Linked DNA regions of Nomascus leucogenys: region 2 is linked to region 1. The links are chromatin contacts, called in public Hi-C maps. All regions are on one chromosome and are shown on one strand. Each heading gives the region's core, a stretch centred on a gene start, on an enhancer-like site or on the middle of the called end of the contact. The rest is flanking DNA. Distances are from core to core; before and after follow the strand shown.

Region 1 (3,613 bases), core at 47-2,546:
GTTCCGGGAGGTGACGATGTGGTAGGATCCTGGTGGCCAAGGGCCTGATGGAGAGCAGCTGCTATCAGCCACTTCCTGAGTTGTGTGGCTGAGCAGCCCAAGGCTCCCGAGTGGGTCTCGGGTGCCTGGGGCTTCTGTCCTATGGAAAAGGAGGATGGCAGGTTGGAAAGCATTTTTTTTTTTTTTTTTTTAGTCCAGGTGGTGAAAATGAGAGCTGTCTGGATTAGTAGGGGGTCTTATGACTTCTAGGGTGCCAGAGCTGGGACAAGTACCTGTGTCTATGCAGTTTCTATCACATGTACATATGACTTTTAAAATTCCATTTGTAATTTCACTCTTGTTTCTTTCATTCATTCATTCAGAGACGGAGTCTCGCCCTGTCGCCCAGGCTGGAGTGCAGTGGTGCGATCTCAGCTCACTGCAACCTCCACCTCCCAGGTTCAAGCGATTCTCCTGCCTCAGCCTCCCAAGTAGCTGGGATTACAGGAACCTGCCACCACACCTGGCTAATTTTTGTATTTTTAGTAGAGACAGGGTTTCACCATGTTGGCCAGGCTGGTCTCAAACTCCTGACCTCAGGTGATCCACCTGCCTTGGCCTCCCAAAGTGCTGGGATTACAGGCCTGAGCCACTGCATTCAGCCTTCTTGTTTTTATTTACTTATATATCTTTACTGGGGTAGCATATATGTATATAATTCACCATCTTTACCATTTTTAAGTGTACAGTTCAGTGGTAATAAGTATATTTATATTCTCTTTTTTTTTAACCCCTTCATTCCCTGGCTCCCCTTCCTCATCCCAGCCCTGGTAACCACCAGTCTACTCTGTCTTCATGAGATCCACGTAACTCCCACAGATGTCACTCCTGTGTTTAGCTCACAGGTCTGGGTAGGGTACCAGCAGGCTTATGTCGGCTTGTGTCCCCATCTTGCTGCTACATGACCCCATTCTGATCCAGCAGAAAGGAGCCCCATGAAACTTTGGTTTGGATGCAGAGGACCTGCTGTGTCCTCAGAGTTGGCTTGGGAGAGCTGCGAGAGAGAGGGCCACTGCCTCTTAGGGCTGGTGGGACAGCTTCTATTTCTGCATCTGAGAAGTGGACAGTGCAGGCTGGGGGTGAGCAGCAGTGAGGTCAGCCACAGGGAGCTGCTGTGGGACGAGGCAGACCTTGACCTGGGCATGGGGGCTCTGCGGGTGCCAGGAGAAGGGCCCCAGCAAGCCCTCTGGGGAAACTGTGGGGGAGGTTTGGGGTAGAAAAAGGAGGGTCAGGGTGCAGTGCTGTTGGGCTGCAACTCTATTGTCTGAGTTGAGGCCAAACTCACCCCGATGTACCTTTCAGTTGTCTCCTAAGGTACAGGGAGCGCCAGGACAGAGGGACTTGCCAAGTGCCAGCTAAGATGATTATCACCCAGTGTAGCCCTGGGTCTCCTGGGCTGGACCTGTGTGCTGGTGTTGAGGGCAGCTTATCAGCCAGGAGTCAGCGTGCAGGTGGTTTGGTGGCTCTCTGGCACATGAGTGGCACACATGGGCCCATTTGAGAGGCCGTTTGTTTGGGCAGGCTCATTTTGTGAGAGTAAGGGGTTATTTTAGTCTGTTCTGTGCTGTCGTAATAAAATACTGGAGACTGGGTAACTTATCAAGAACAGAAAGTTATTTCTCAGTTCCAGATGATGGAAGTCCCAGATCAAGGTACTAGCCTTGGGGAAGGCTGCCCTCTGCTTCTGAGATGGGGCTTGAATGCTGCATCCTCTGAGGGGAGTAACACTGTCCTCACATGCAGAAGGTGGAAGGGCAGAAAGGACCAAACTCCCTTTGTCAAGCCCTTTCATAAGTGCACCTAATCCCCTTCATGAGGGCGGAGCCCTTGTGACTCAATCACTTCCCAAAGGCCACACCTCCCAACACTGTTACCTTGGGGATTCAATTTCTCTTTCTTTCTTTCTTTCTTTCTTTTTCTTTTTCTTTTTTTTCTTTCTTTCTTTTTCTTTATTTTCTTTCCTTTCTTTCCTTCCTTTCTCTTTCTTTCTTTCTTTCTTTCTTTCTTTCTTTTCTTTTTCTTTCTTTCTTTCTTTCTTTCTTTCTCTTTCTTTCTTTCTTTTCTTTCTTCTCTTTCTTTCTTTTCTTTCTTTCTTTCTTTTTTGATGGAGTCTCACTCTGTTGCCGAGGCTGGAGTGCAGTGGCGCGATCTCGGCTCACTGCAACCTCCGTCTCCCGGGTTCAAGCAATCCTCCCACCTCAGTGTCCTGAGTAGCTGGGATTACAGGAGCACGCCACCACACCCAGCTAATTTTTTGTGTTTTTAGTGGACACAGGGTTTCACCATGTTGGCCAGGCTGGTCTCGAACTCCTGACCTCAAGTGATCCACCTTCTCCAAAGTGCTGGGATTACAGGCGTGAGCCACCATGCCTGGCTGGGGATTCAATTTCAATATCAATTTTGGTGGGGACAAAAACATTCATTCCCTGGCTTGGGGACTCTGGGTGACAAAGGGCCCTCTGTCTCTCAAATCTGCCCATCCTGAGACGAGAGTGGACAGATGGGGGAGGTGCTGCCTGCAGGGTATGGTGCATTGCCCTCCTTCCACAGCCTTTGCCCTGGGAACACCAGAGCCTGCATCGGTCACCTTTGCAAACATCTTTGATTGAGGCCAAGTGCTGGGATATGTTCAGTTGGGGAGGTTACACAGCCTTGTCTGGTGGGGGATGATACTTAGCTTTCTCAGGAAAACCCCAGTATTTTTAGGAACAAACAGTTTGTACCCCCCCATTTCTGGTTTTGAAAAACCATGGGTCCTCTCCCATCTTGTTCATCTGAAACAGCCTGAGCTTCAGGAGGGGAGGAATGGGCTTGGGCACTGGGTCAGATGATTCCAGTGTTGCCTCTTTTTATGTGACATTGGGCAAGACCTTGACTTTGCTGAGCCTCTTTTCTTATCTGTGAGACTGACATCCCATTGTCTGTCTCATAGTAGGAGAGGATGTGTCTAAATTTCCCAGCACCGGACACCGTAGGTCCTCATAGATGTTAATCCCTTTCCACTTGAGCTCATGGAAAATGATGTGATGCCGTTTTAGGTGAGAGCTCTTTAAAAGGGCATTAGAGGCCGGGCGCGGTGGCTCACGCCTGTAATCCCAGCACTTTGGGAGGCCGAGGCAGGCGGATCACGAGGTCAGGAGATCGAGACCATACTGGCTAACACGGTGAAACCCCGTCTCTACTAAAAAAAAATACAAAAAAATTAGCCGGGCGAGGTGGCGGGCACCTGTGGTCCCAGCTACTTGGGAGGCTGAGGGAGGCGAATGGCGTGAACCCGGGAGGCGGAGCTTGCAATGAGCCGAAATCGCGCCACTGCACTCCAGCCTGGGCGACAGAGCGGGACTCCATCTCAAAAAAAATAAAAAATAAAAAAATAAAAAATAAATAAAAGGGCATTAGAAGTTTCTGTTGTGGACACGGTCCTGGTGATGCTGAGTGGGTGGGCAGTCTCTTTGTTAGGAAAACAAGTCCATGGGGGTGTCTGGTGCCTTAGCCACCCCATTTCTTGCATGGGGCTGTGGCCTCTGCCCCCGGGGTTGGAGGTGCGTGCTTCCTCTCCTGCGCACCTTCGGAA
Region 2 (3,474 bases), core at 454-2,953, 110 kb after region 1:
TGTGCAGGCTGACAGCCCAGGCGTCCAGGAAACAGATTGTGTGCCTCTCCTCATGCGCACACGTTGGCAGCCAGCTGGGGAGGCTCTAGCCTGGAACCCACCTCAGCCATCTGGGGCCATATTCCCAGGACAGATCAAATGGACAGCTAGTGTCATGCAGCCTGCAGAAGCCCAGGGCCCTACCCACGGAGTCCACCCTGGCCCCAGACTCCATTCAGGCCAAGGTGGGAAAGATGAAAAGTTGAGGGCAGAGGGTGGGTAGAGGTTAGGATGCAGAAAACCTTGGCTGGGAGTTTGAGGGGAGAAGCACCTCACTCAAGAAGGACTGTCCAACAGCTGCAGCTAGGCAAATTTACCAGGCAGTTGGTAAGCAGTGAGCTCTATGTCTGGAGAGGTATGCAAGTGAGATCAGAAGCTGGAGGATCTCCCATTTCCTCTCTTCCACCCCGTTAGGAATATTCCCCACTAAGCATCGTCTGTCCTATTTGAGCCCTGAAAGCCATCCCTCTCCTGCCCCGGAGCAATTATTGTGGCTGTCACGGCTATGGGTCCTTGTCGTGCAGGTGTCTCCCCTCCCCACCTCACTTATCTCTTCTGTGACACAGGAGTGGGTGAGCTCAGGGAGGTGTTTTCCTTTTATTTCTGCATGCAGCACCAAACAATAATTGCATTTATTCTCAACATCTAAAATAATTTTCTTCTAAAAGAAAACCACGAAAAGTCCCAAGCCAATTAGCAAAAACATAGAAAGGCACCTTCATTTCAGGTCACATGAAATAAAACCCATGTCCCATGTTTTTCTTGAAGTAAATTTAATTATTTCTCCAAAGGCCTGAGGCCATGTGGAGGGGCCTAAGGGAGGCCAGTGTGAGAGAGCCCAAGGAGCCCTCTGTCTGGGTCAGGCAGTGGGTCCAGCCCTGCTTCTGCACAGCACCCCCACCCCCTCACCCCTGCTCACAGGCCTCCTCCCTGATGAAATGCAATCCTCCCAATGTGGCTGACTGACACTCCTCCCCACCCCCCAGTCTGGGCAAACCAATGTTTCCACCCACTTCTTGATGCCCACTCCCTCACTCTCTGCTCCTGGGATTTTCGTTCAATGCTCCTTCCGCCTATAATTGTCTTCCGCTCTCTTCCCCTCACCAAGAGCACATTCATTTTTGGGGTCTCAGTTTATATGCCTCTTCCTCCAGGAAGCCCTCCCTAACCTCACCAGGCGTTCCTACAGCCACCTGTGCACCTTCTCATTCTGTCCTGTACCTGGCATAGAGAATGTACCCAGAAAGTGTGTTTTGAATGAATGACCTCCCCCCGAAAATGACCTCAGAACTCTGGGCTGGCCTTATCTGAACCATGCTGGCTCTAAGTTCGTTGTCAAACCCCAGAAGGGTACAGGCTTCCCCTGAGCCCTGGATGCTGGTCTGGGACCTGGGGATCCCTGAACTGAGGGGCAGGAGGGTGTGTGTGTCCTGAATTCTTTCTGAATCTGGTCCTGTGATCTGGGACTAGACCAACTGAGGGCCCTCTGTGAACAGGAAGCAGGAAGGAGAGCCGGGCCTCTGTTCTCCCACCCAGTCTCCAATTTAGAGGAAACGCAGCCTATAATTTGGAAGGCTAATTTGGTCTGGGGTTAGAAGGGAGCTCTCTGTGTGCCGAATGATGCCACGCTCTCCCAGGGGAGGAAGCATCCCCTCCCTGGGGACCTGGGGCCTCTGCTCTCAGTTCCAGGCCACACTGCTCCAGTGTGCTCCCTCCTGAGGCCTGAGCTGGGGCCCCTAGAGAGTCAGGCAGCTGGTCCTCAGCCAGGGGAGAAGGAGGGAGGGAGAAACCCAGGGCCAGACTCCTTGGTCACTGACTGTCTGGCCCACTGACTGACTGGTGCTCCCGGCATCAGGAAGAACTAGTGGAGGGTCTCCAAGGACCAAGGCCACATGGTGAGCATTGCCCCAGGGTGCCCCTGGCCAGCAGGTCACGCCCATTCAGGCAGGAGCTCAGGAGAAATGTGGGCAAAATGGGCATTGTAATGACCTGGTCCAAGAAGCCTCAGTCTCTAGCAACCCTGACCCCAATTCCTGGCACTCCCCGAGCTTAGGCACACTGAATCACTTAAGGTCCTTCCCAGCATGATGGCCGCTGTCATGCTGCTTTTCCTCCTCCCCTGGGAAGTCCTCTATGTCCACCAGGCTGGTCAGGAACCATCTCCAGGTTCCTTGTCTAACGGGTACCTGGTTGCCTCCCCATTGGGATAGGGGCTCTGTGAGAGTGGGTTCCAGTTGTGGTCACCTTGGTGGTCAGAGCCCTGGCCAGGGCCTGGCTCAGCAGAGCTAGTGATGACGGACAGGCAGAGAGGCTGCACCACTCACAGATGTATGGCCTTGGGCAAGGCCTGGCACTTCCCTGGGCCTCAGTTTGCTTGTCTGTGAGCTAGACACAGAGCAGTAGTTCAGTATTTGATGACTAAGTGAATGAATGCATGCATGCATGAATGAATGAATGAATAAGGAGTTGGACTGGACAGTCTCCAAACCCTGGAGCTCAAATCCTCTACAGTTTCTCTCTCCTCATTTGAGTGCTAGTCTCTCTGCTCAGGCTTGTGTCGGCAAGGACTGGGGAGGGGAGAGGTCCTGGGTTCGGTCAGGGCAGACAGGGGCTGCAGAGAAGCTGAACGCTGGGATAGGGTGTCGGGTGACAGGGTCTGGGGAGAGGCGGGGCAAAAAGACTCTTTAGGGTGAGGGGTGAAGGTGCCCATCCCTGGACCTGGTGTTCGAGGACCCCAGCCTGCCTGCGGCAGCGCGCCATCCCCACGACACACCACCCCAACTCACCCACACCCCAGTGGCTTCTCTTGAAACTTCTGCTCGGCTCCAACAGTCTGTCACTGGGGCTAGTGATTCACACACTCCGCTCTTCTTTCCTCTTCCCAACTAATTATAGCTCCTGCGTGTTTTTCCCCCTGGAAAAAATGTCTTCTTAAAAAAATATATCCCCAAGCCAGTGAAAATTGATTGGGTGAGCATCACTGTGTACAATTCAGACTGGCTCCGAAGACAGGCAGGTCCCAGGTTGTGGGGGCGTCTACTGCCCAGCAGAGGAAGGACGGGCGTGGGACGCAGGGTGCACATAGGGACAAGCGGCAGAGGCTCCACCCAGCCCCCATCCGACTGGCCACGGCTCTGGGGATCCTGAAGAACAACCGCCACGGTGATGGTAACGGGGACTCTACTGAGCACCACAGCATGCTGGGCACAGTGCCAGATGCCTGCCACGTGCATTGACATTTAACCCTCTGATGCCTGCTGAAGCTGGCCTTGGAATTGGTTCCACTCTATAGAAGAGGAAACCGAGGCTCAGAAACTGATCCAGGGTCACACAGCCATAGTGGGGGGCGTGGGGGGTGACCATGAGCCACGTGGTGCTGGGAGTTGGGAGCCAGGGTCGGGGGGCATGGCCAATGGCCTGACCAAGGGGAGGCCC

The links. A called contact is a pair of places that touch in the nucleus more often than the background predicts.
Region 2: a contact with region 1 is called in a Hi-C map of a lymphoblastoid cell line, with 3 times the contacts expected there. The contact joins two enhancer-like sites. A contact is called at or near these places in 2 of 4 Hi-C or Micro-C datasets (both in a lymphoblastoid cell line).

Annotation. Positions count from the first base shown.
Region 1 is chr4:99,628,650-99,632,262 of Asia_NLE_v1, forward strand. All of the region lies in intron 7 of POC1A (POC1 centriolar protein homolog A), which reads left to right. Among named protein-coding and RNA genes, the nearest start is that of POC1A, 21 kb to the left of the region's middle. Within about 2 kb of position 1,297, the one cell type or tissue checked has an H3K27ac peak away from gene starts, as active enhancers do. A contact at or near this core is called in a lymphoblastoid cell line, where this site is marked.
Region 2 is chr4:99,738,773-99,742,246 of Asia_NLE_v1, forward strand. No RefSeq gene overlaps it. Among named protein-coding and RNA genes, the nearest start is that of RPL29, 27 kb to the right of the region's middle. Within about 2 kb of position 1,704, the one cell type or tissue checked has an H3K27ac peak away from gene starts, as active enhancers do. A contact at or near this core is called in a lymphoblastoid cell line, where this site is marked.